Regions from separate parts of the Mus musculus genome. Here all the other regions are linked to region 3. The links are chromatin contacts, called in public HiChIP or PLAC-seq maps. All regions are on one chromosome and are shown on one strand. The core of a region is the stretch at or near the end of the contact, and the rest is flanking DNA. Distances in the headings are between cores, read along the strand shown.

Evidence for each region. HiChIP or PLAC-seq counts read pairs in DNA pulled down with a chosen protein or histone mark.
Region 1: a contact with region 3 is called in an SMC1A HiChIP or PLAC-seq map of the NIH/3T3 cell line, with 10 times the contacts expected there. The contact joins two enhancer-like sites. A contact is called at or near these places in 2 of 15 datasets of contacts at CTCF or cohesin (both in the NIH/3T3 cell line) and 2 of 115 datasets of contacts at active chromatin or transcription factors (the NIH/3T3 cell line and pancreatic cancer cells).
Region 2: a contact with region 3 is called in a FOXA1 HiChIP or PLAC-seq map of pancreatic cancer cells. The contact joins two enhancer-like sites. A contact is called at or near these places in 2 of 484 Hi-C or Micro-C datasets (the C3H10T1/2 cell line and bone marrow-derived macrophages), 1 of 115 datasets of contacts at active chromatin or transcription factors (pancreatic cancer cells) and 1 of 9 other capture datasets (adipose tissue).

What each region holds. Positions count from the first base shown.
Region 1 is chr4:88,936,629-88,939,984 of GRCm38.p6, forward strand. All of the region lies in intron 1 of Gm49890 (predicted gene, 49890), which reads right to left. Among named protein-coding and RNA genes, the nearest start is that of Gm49890, 3.7 kb to the right of the region's middle. Within about 2 kb of position 1,918, at least 144 of the 459 cell types and tissues checked have an H3K27ac peak or open chromatin away from gene starts, as enhancers often do. A contact at or near this core is called in the NIH/3T3 cell line and pancreatic cancer cells, where this site is marked.
Region 2 is chr4:89,160,940-89,164,235 of GRCm38.p6, forward strand. The region is part of intron 4 of Mtap (methylthioadenosine phosphorylase); the gene reads left to right. It also overlaps the pseudogene Gm12607. Among named protein-coding and RNA genes, the nearest start is that of Gm26490, 21 kb to the right of the region's middle. Within about 2 kb of position 1,737, at least 66 of the 459 cell types and tissues checked have an H3K27ac peak or open chromatin away from gene starts, as enhancers often do. A contact at or near this core is called in the C3H10T1/2 cell line and pancreatic cancer cells, where this site is marked.
Region 3 is chr4:89,426,657-89,430,013 of GRCm38.p6, forward strand. All of the region lies in intron 5 of Gm12610 (predicted gene 12610), which reads left to right. Among named protein-coding and RNA genes, the nearest start is that of Cdkn2b, 120 kb to the left of the region's middle. RefSeq lists an enhancer at 1-2,448. Within about 2 kb of position 1,450, at least 81 of the 459 cell types and tissues checked have an H3K27ac peak or open chromatin away from gene starts, as enhancers often do. A contact at or near this core is called in the C3H10T1/2 cell line, the NIH/3T3 cell line and pancreatic cancer cells, where this site is marked.

The sequences.
Region 1 (3,356 bases), core at 668-3,167, 490 kb before region 3:
AATACTATATTTTATCCCTTAAATGTTAGTAATCAGAGGTTACATTTTCGCCTTTTTACGTTTAAAGTTAAGAGCCCCCACAATGTTCAAATGATAAAAATACTTAGACACAAGTAATGCAATTGTGGCAATTACGAAGAATTTAATGTTTTCTAATCTCAAGGCGTCAATATTCCCAGCAAAACACATTTAACAAAAACCTATCACTGAAGAAAATTATTGTTAAAACAAATCAATTAATGTTCTATAAGTACCCTAAATAGTTAACAACGGTATTTAATATAGCTTCAGTTCTGGGGCAAATCAAGAAAAATGATTTCAAAATGAGGGGAAAATGATACACATTTCTTGTTCTCCATTTTTTTCCACTTCCATTTTTATAAAGATATTCAAATAGTAGATGTCTCATAGCTTTCGTCCTATAATAACCTATTTAAAACAAGCCGAGTCCACACTGTCCGTCAAGGATTTAGTCACTACTATGTACTCTTCAGAATTTATAAAACTTCAAGAGCCTTCTAGGCTCTTCTAGCTTTCAGGCTTCTTGCTCTCTCTCACATCAACCATGAAGGCAATACCTACGTATAAAATAAAGACCTAATATGATGTAAAAGAAAAGTTTCCAGAAGGCCCACCCCACCTCCAAAAAAAAGTCTATTAAACACGAATCAAAAATGCCTATTTGGGGACCCAACCTAGTTTTCAAGAGGCCCTGTACAAGTTACAAAGGAGAAAGGAAGCGAACTATATTACTTCCTTGGTGGGGGACAACCGCACAATATTATTTTAAGCCTTTTTTTTTTTGATGATAAAAATCAAAATAAAATACCTACGGAACTGCCTCTGGAGATACTGAACAATAACCAGAATGACAGTGGGAAACAACTTAAAAAGTTAGCTCCCCTCCAACCAAACACGAGAAACTCAATAAACCTAAAGTCGAGCGTCACTTTTAAATCACTTAAAACAAAAATCAAGTCAACCAAAACTTTCTCAAAACAAATGATAAAACTGAGCATTGTCGAAACTCCCGTTCACCAAGTATTTTAATCCACAGGTAATAAACTCCCGCAAAATAAATAAATAAATAAAAATAAAAAATTCGTGCCTACTTCCCCCTCTAATTCCACTTCAAAGGTGCCAGGATTTCAATGAGGAAGCTGAAAGACGGGATTCGGATTCCAGAAGCAGTCCCCAGGCAGGAGGGCCACAGCTCCAACCCTTGGTGCAGGTTGTGAGCCCCATTGCCTGTCCCTGTCCTTTAGCTCTTTAGGAGGCCACCTAAGCTTGTTTCGCTGCTCCCTACGCGGCCACTGCCTGGCTGAGGAAACCCTGCAGCAGCCGAGGAGCCGGCCCTTCCAAGGGAGGGTCACGGAGAGAAGGGGCAGGAGCTGACGAACATCCTTCATCCTTTTTCCACCATACGAGTACGAACTGAAAACAAGCGAATCCTCGGCTGTGGGGGTTCTCACCGCACGCCTCGTTTCTGTGCACTCCACCGGAGAAGCCCCCGGGAAGTTTCCAAAGCACCCAGAGTTTGAAATGGTGCGTGGGCAACGCGGGGACTCCCCAGCGGAGAGCGCTCCAGCACGCACGCCGCGCTCTGCTTCCCTGCGCGCTCGAGGATCGCGCGCGGCCCGAGCGTGTGGCCGAGCGCGGGTGGCTGTGCGGGACCGCGCCTCCGCTCCCCACGCGCGCCGCCGAGCCGCCTCGTCCCTCGGCTCCCACCAACCCCAGGGTGGCTCGCCGCGCGCCCGGGCCCGCTTACCTGCGGCCTCCACGCACCCCGCGCGCGCCTCTGCGTCCCGCGTTGTGCGCAGGTCGAAAGAAAGCGCCGCGGGCTGTGCCACCTCCGCGCGCCCACACCTGCCGCGCGGCCCGACGCCCCGCCCCGGCCCCGCCCCGACGGGACCGGCCGCGCCTCCGCCCGGCCAGCACCAGCTGCAGCCGGCGCAGCTCCCGAGCGCCGCGGCTAGGCAAGGTTCGCGACAGTCACCGCTGGGGCGGCAGCCACCGCGTGGCAACCTGCGCGAGCCCCGGCATTCTTGACCAGCAGGCCAGCGGCGATGCTGGCAGGGGTCTTCAGAAACCCTGGCGACTGGTGCAGCCCAGGGATCCAATGGCGTTCAAGCCGGAGGGGAGCTCTCCCATCCCTGGCATCCTGGTCTTGGCTGCCTTGAGGCCTTCCTGGACGTTTTTTTTCTGTACCCACCTGCTCCGGATCTTGTTCTTGAGCAGCCTGAGTGCTGCTCTCTGAATCTCTTTACTGGCGTTGCCTTTGTATGAATGCTCCCGTGCACTGCCCTGTCTCCAAGCACGTCATTTTTATTGTCCGATGAGATTCATGTTTAATACTAGAGCGTACAAGCAGAGACATGCGCTTTCCCAATCCTTTCCATGTAAGTTTCAATTACCTAAAAGGTAGAGGTTAGGTTGCCCATCTTGGAAATTCTCAAGCAAATACAGAATTATACACAGCAACATATTTTTTTTTCTGTAGTCTGCAAGCACAGCATGAGGCCTTTTACACTGATTTAAGAGGGTGGAAATTGTCTTTGTACAAGTAAATGCAATTACATTTTAGCAAAAGTCCCATTACCCACCAAGAAAAATTCTACAAGTGGGGTGAGGAAAGGAGACGAATAAAATTCATGGTGATGTTTAATTAATGATGAGATAACATCTCAGTGTAAAAAAAAAATCACATATTCAAACCAGGTGAAAATTACTCACCAGATGTTCCTTAATGAGGTGGTACTCATTTGCTTAGCCGACTACAGAAAAGACAAGCCAAATAGGGTTGATTTATTACACAAATTACACTAACATGCATATATATGAGCTTAAGACTTATGTGAGAAACTCGGGTTTAATTTTTCCTTATGAAGCAGGTGCATAAAATGTTTTTTTTTAATGCTCTCTCCTACACCCAAGTTATGTGTGTTAAGGTCGTGATGATTAATGGTTAACAGTGTTGAATGCACAATGGTAGGAACCATTACACTTCACCTGAAAATGGCTCTGACTCATGAACTCCATTTTGAAGAACTGAAAACTCTCAAGGTTGATCCACTACCTTGATCAAAAAATAAGAATCGGCAGTCAAACATGTCACTATTAAAGTAATTGTGAAGTTTTTTTGAAGTTAGCTTTAAAGTTTATAGTCTGAGTGCAGAGGGGGGAGAATCAAATACCCCCAAATCATGAAAAGCAAGCCTTAAAATGAGAATCTAGAAAGAGCTAAGTGTTTGTCTATCCATAGAAAACCCAAAAGCATGCTTTGAAGTGCAAAAATATTACTCTAATTTTATTTATTGAATCAGGATGTTGTCAAATGTAAGTGGCCATTTAAACAT
Region 2 (3,296 bases), core at 487-2,986, 270 kb before region 3:
CCACTGTCACACTGCTTGAGGAAGGCAGAATGAAGTCTGGAACTGGGGTCTGCTGCCTGCGTCTTCCTTCACCAGACCAGAAGGGGAAACAGCAGAGTCTGGGACAAATTCTATAGTTCTTTGTCTCCTCTCTGGGTTCCACTGAGAGTCAGGAACGGGGGCCAGCACTCTACCTTTCTCCTCTGGGTCTCTTGAGAGCCAAGCAGAGAGGGGAGACAGAGCTCTGGATGAGTGGACCTGTCCGATGAGGAGCGAGAGCCAAGTGGACCAGAAGGACTGGAGGGGAGATAGCCTTCCTCAGGGGTCTTTTAGTTGTAGGCCTTCCCCACAATGATCCTTAGTGAAGCAGCTCTCTGAGATGGACCTTGCTTGTTCTTGCTGATTTATTTGATGGTAGATGTAAGTGAATACACTTTATTTGGGCTGAGTCAGGGGTTCTCTATCTTTTGTGGAAAAGGAGTACCCAGGAAGGGAAGACAACATTATTGGCTGAAGACTCGGGGCTATCTGGATTCCTCACTAGCATGGAGAACTCCAGATGTTATGCCCAAGGTCCTCAGTTAGGTGTCCTGGTTACCTGTTCTAGAACAAGGAGCAGCTGTACCCTACTGGTCTCAGGTCTCTGAGGTCCTCCAGATCTGAGCTCAATCAACCTTGCCTTTTTTTTTTTTTTTTTTGGGGGGGGGGGGGGGTGTTGGTTTGGGTTTTTTTTTTTTTTTTTTTTTTTTTTTTTTTATCTGCATTTATTTTATGTTGAATTTATTCCCATGCCATGAGATTTTGTTTCTTCAGTTTTTTCTGGGATATCTCTTTCTTCTATACAACCTCCTCTTCGGGCTTTGGAACGATCTGTTCCTTCACAATGAGGATCATCTCAGTGTGGCTAGGGAGCTCATGTATGGGTTAATCGAGCCATGAGCTCTGCTCTATAGGTTCGTCGGTGTGTCTTAAGTTCCTTGTTCACCTGGATATGTTGAATAACTAGACAATCTACATCGAAACCGGAAGTTCAGCATTACTTTATGCATTTTAAAGCATGTGCAGCAAAAATTTAGCACTCTTTCCAGAATGGCACACATTGCTTCTTTAAAGTGACATCCTTCAGCCTCTTGGTGGCTTTGCCGCTATGAGGCTATGCATACCCTTGCTGTCCTGGGCAATTTCTCAGATGTTCTTAAACTGAATGAAGGTTTGAAACTCTAGATTTGCATGATTTTGTCGGATGTTCTGCGGCAAGAGAGTAGCAAACCATCTTCACAGGTCACGCCTGGCCGCTTACAGGAAAAGGCCTTGCCAGTTCCTTATAACTGGTAGCACGGTCCTATGTACTGTACATTCCTGTGGGTAGGGACATTTCTCTTTCATCCTGCCACCTGTGGGGGTGGGCAGCTGACACAGAGGAGTCGATGTAACTTCCCTCCTGACTCTGGCTTTGCTATGTGGATAAAGAGAGCTTAGCTGTTCTCAGGGCTCCAGTTGGACTTTTAGATGGTGAATTTTTTACATGCTTTGATCCCAGCATCTTCTGATCTTCAGTGTCACTTTGCCACTTATAGATAAAGCAGCAAGTGTATGGACCCCCAGCTGCTTGCTAAGGGGTCTACAGTTACTTCCTCACCAAATGCTAACAGTTCTTTTTACAAATATCTTTGATTATGCAGTGGCCTCTCAACCGCACAGGATCTATGATGAGGTGCCTCATGAAGTCAGAGACGAGAGATAGATGCCTCCTCCCTGCTGTGGTTTGGCACGGGCCTTGTGTAAACAGGCCAGATTCTAAGAAGAGCCTTGGCCGAGTTTAGAAGCATAGTTGTTTGGATTGCTTAGCCTTTCTCTTGTTACTTATCAGCTTTGTAGCTTATACTTACTTCTTAAAGGTTCGTTGTAGAGTGTTGCATAGGGGGCCTTCTCCTGGGGGACTCTGCTGGCTTCTCCCCAATGTTGACACACTCTATTGTCTCTTCCTGAATTTCTGGGCACACCTGGTCCCTCCATTTAACACCATGACCAAAAGGCAGGTTGTGGAGGAAAAGGTTTATTTAGATTACACATTTAGATAATAATTCATCTTTGGAGGAGATTGGGACAAGAATTCAAGCAGGGCTGGAACTTGGAGGCAGAAGCTGATGCAGGGTCACGGAGGGGCGCTGCTTACTTCCTTGCTCTTCATGGCTTGCTCAGCCTGCTTTCTTTTAGAACCCAGGATCACCACCAGCCCACCTACCGTGGACTGGGCCTTCCCCACGATTAGTGAGGGGAAAAATTGAGAAATTGCTTTGCAGCTGGACCTCATGGATGCATTTTCTCAACTGAGGCACTGATGAATCTAACTTGGGTCAAGTTGACACACAAAACCCACCAGTACAGATACTATTTTAGATCCTGTTGTTTGGGTAGAGGAAATGTAATACAGCCATCCCATTCGAGAGGCTGAGGTCCCAGGGGCAGGGACTTCCGGCAATGTCTTCATGTATCCTTTCTTCCTGTGCCATCAATATCTGCTGCATCACTGAAGTCATTGATTGGACAGGAAGGAAGGATATATGTAGAAATTGTGGGTGTGAGTCTTTATTTTAAACTTAAAACAAAATTCATAGAGACAGAGTAACTTCTGTGACTCAAAATACCAGGTCAAGCAATGCCTGCCCTTCAGTATCCTTACCTGTTAATGTAAGAGTTCTGCGGGTATTGGGTTCTGATATGTTCCTTCTCAAGCTTTTTGGTTGGTTGGTTGTTTTTTTTTTTTTTTTCCCAGCTTGTCCTCTTGCAGGAAGAATAGGAGAGGCCTGGGTTTGCTCTCGCTCTGACTCATCAGGAAAGTCCCGCACTAAATACATGGGCTGATATGATAGATGATGCCTATGTATTTCACCCTCCTCCTCCTAGAGACACAGCCCTACCTTGGGCTTCCCCGGTGATGTCATCGTTGAAGGCTGAGGTCTTGTAGGGGTGTGCTCTGGTGTCCACACAGGTCTTCTTTCATCTTGAGTGTGTCCACTAGAGTCTAACGGTTAGAAACGGACTCCTGAGCGAGATGACTTGCACCTGGGACCTCACCCCTGAGGAGTGCACAGTAGGGCCATTGTTTGAGGGTAGTTCTGGATACCCAGATTACATAATGACAGCACCCTGTCTAAAACAGGAAGGGAAGGCACGGAGACCCATGATGCAGAGTTTCCCAGGGGCCTTTGCTCCGTCCCACCCCTCTGAGAGGCAAGTGTGGACAGGACAGGACCATCCTGTTTCTCTGGCTTCTTGTGTGTGTCCTCACTCTGCTGAGAAAGTCATCTTCAATG
Region 3 (3,357 bases), core at 200-2,699:
TTAAGGCAGTGGAAATCAATGCAGAGTTGTAGGGGTGGTAAATTCAGTCAGGATATCAGCAGGCTCTTGCCATCCACACAGGTTATATAGGAGAATTTTCTGAACTTCCAGTGTCTTCAGGAAGTTTTCATCTGGAAGTTACCTCACTGTATTTTCTGCTATCTCTTTTCTCTCAGCCTCTTCTCTGTGTGCTTCTATAAGGACATTTATTATTGGATTTCTTGCCTACTGTGACTAACTGAGTTAATTCATCTTAAGTTAATTCTTAAGTTTTCATATAAAAATCATATTAGTAAACTTGGAGGATTATGATATGGAAATATTTTTGGGGGGTGATCTACCCACTGCATTAGCCAGATTGGACAGTTCTAGAAAATACAGACAGAATGGAGAAGTTGAAGTTGTAGCCATTCCTCAGGGTAAAGAAATGAAATGAAGACAAGACCAAAGAGGGAACTTTTATCTCAATCCTGGTTTGCTATAAGAATCAAATAACCTTAATCTTTGGACTTCCACACATTAGCAAACTGAGTCAGGGAATACTTAGTTCCTGTGAATCACTAATTCAACCTTGGTTTACTGTGTAATGTGGTTAATTGCTTGACCTTGGCCATGGATCCATAGATCTTTTAATAGGTTTACTGCTTTCAGTTGACTAAAATTACAACCATCGAAAATACTCTGTGAGCACGGGCATTTTAATGAATGTAGACACATGACTCTGACTCTTTTTTTTCCTGAATGAGGGGGTGCTACTAAGATCACAGAAGATGTGAATCTAGGTAATGCTCAAGAGTAGACACAGAGCCAGGCTGCATGCTCTCTGACAACTCTGCCATGCCACATGAGCACCAGGAAGCCACTCCCCCTAAAAAAAAATCTAGTCATGGGATTATAAAACACTTCACAGACAGTCCTAAGTCCAAGTGAAGGTTTCAGTCAGAGTAGTCAGAGCTATGAGGAATTTGAGGCAAATCAAATATTCGGGAGTGTAGTAGCACGTATTTCTATATGCTCAATAATTTAGAAATCTTACTTATGCATCCTGACAGATTACATCCTGCATTCTAGTGCTTCCTATTGGGAAAAGTGTGTGTGTGTGTGTGTGTGTGTGTGTGTGTGTGTGTGTGTGTGTGTGTTGCAGAGAGCTATACAGACAACCATACCCAGTCTCATACACACTCCCGTCACAACTAGGGTTTAGTGATGTGAACTAAGGTGTGGGCTTTTTGTTTGTTCCTTTGCTTTTGTTTCTCTTTTGCTGTGGCACGAAATCCAGGGCAGTGAAAAGCCCAGGCAGGGGGTTTGCCAGAGTGTAAACCTGGGCAGCCTTGCTCAGCTCTTGGTTGAGTGTGGAGTTGTTGGCGGCCAGAGGGTGGTTGCCTGGAGAGAGCAGCCTGACATTCTTGCACGCTGACATCAAGCTGCCAAGTTGCTGCCCTCTGGTGAGTCAACAGCAAAAGGCCTACATGGTCCGAGAGTGGCTGTCCAATCAGAAGCTGTGGTGGCTACCTCAGAAATGTGTCCAAACCTCAGCATTCTGCAGGCTTCAAACAGCTCCTTCTGAGAAAGAATGTAGGCATGATTAAAGCTACGAGAAACACACAACCTGTAATCACAGCAACAGTGAGATAGATCCCGCATTTGCTTCTAAGGCCAGCTTGTTGGATTTTAGTCAGCGGAACCTAGAGAACCTAGAGAACAGATTGAAGACCTGATTGGTGGACTGAGAGTTTTCTGTATACTGAGATCAAGGTGTCCTTGAATGGTACTGCTGGTCTGTGACAGCAGTGGGCTCCACTAGCAGGTATTGCAACTCAGCAGCAATATCTCCAGTCTGCCATCTCTTTCAGTGAGAATTCATATGCACATGTGTATACTGAGGTAGAAACTTATGGTAGAGCCTCTTCTCTCGTGTCCTTAGTAGAGGTGGATGTGTCTTCCACTGAGCAGGGATGTGATGGATGATGCAAGAGGCAGATTATTTGCTTAGTGCAGCACAAGCCTGCTCACCAGCTAAGAGCAGAGTCCTTTCCACAGCACTGCCACCATATGGCACTGCCATATCATAGAGGCCATAAAGGGGAATGGCACTGTAAAGATTAACTAGATTTTGCTTGGCAAGGTCAGGCATCCAGATAACATGCTGTAAATGGCAAGAAGGAGAAAGGGGATCTATATGACATTGGTGGCAGTGGCTTTCCTCACAGCCCAGCCCATCTGATTTGGACTGTCCATTGTCCTCTTAAAGATGCCCAAGAAAGCTGTATGGTTTTGTGGGTAAGGCAGTCTTGAAGCTTTGCCTATGTGGAATGGTAATGTCACTAAGAAAGAGACAGGATTTGGATAGGATGGGGACAGTAGCATACCACCAACTCTAAATTCCCCATGAGCCTGAGTTCTCTTCCATGTGACGTCTCCTACAAGGATGGCGTGTTCTTTCAGCGCCCTTTACCTATTTGTCTATTCATTCAAAGTTATATTTTCTCACATCCAAAGCATCAGGTATCAGGGGTTTACTGCTGTTTTTTTTATTTTTTATTTTTTTCCAAAAGACTAATAGTTCACACAAAGAAACAGAAAAAATTGATATACAATATAACCAATATTTTAATATATACCACAACAGAATAAAAACTCCTGTCAAATGCTGTTAAAATTTGAATCTTAAATGTACCCATAGGCTCACATTTTGAGCATTTAGTCTCCAACTGATGACAATATTTGGAAAGTTTCTGTAGATTTTGAGATTGGAGCTTAGCTGAAGAAAGTGGGTCACTGAGGTGCCTCTTCTCCATGATAGTCTTCTGTTGCTGTCTCTGCCTGCCATGGTGTGAGCTGAGTGCTTCTGCCTCTGCCTCAATGGGCTGAATTCCCTGAAACCATGAGCTGAAGCAAATCCTTTTTCTTCATGTAATCTGTTACTGTTGCATCACAGCAATGCTAGAGCGATTAATTTAAAATCTAAGAGCTTTCATAGAATGTGTATATACATGTCTGCATTGTGGTTCAAATGGAAGTTTCACTGTAACTCCATTCAGAAGAAACAGACATCTAGACAGATGAAATAGCAGCTAGGAGACAAAGAATAAATCTAGACATTTTGACTTTATATTTGAGTCCTTAAGTATCCAGTTATAGACTTAAGGAAAGCTGTTTGACTCTGTGGCATCCACAGACATAAGTCAGTTCATGGCTCTTTAAATGAGGGATATTGGGTGTGCTCGTTGGTGACGCTTTGTATGTAGAGGTGGCTGTACATGTGAAGACTGCCAAGGTCTACCATCAAGGGGCAAGAAAGTGAGTAACTGATATTAGAGGTTTCTACAGCCTTTCTGGATTTTATTATTGAGAAAC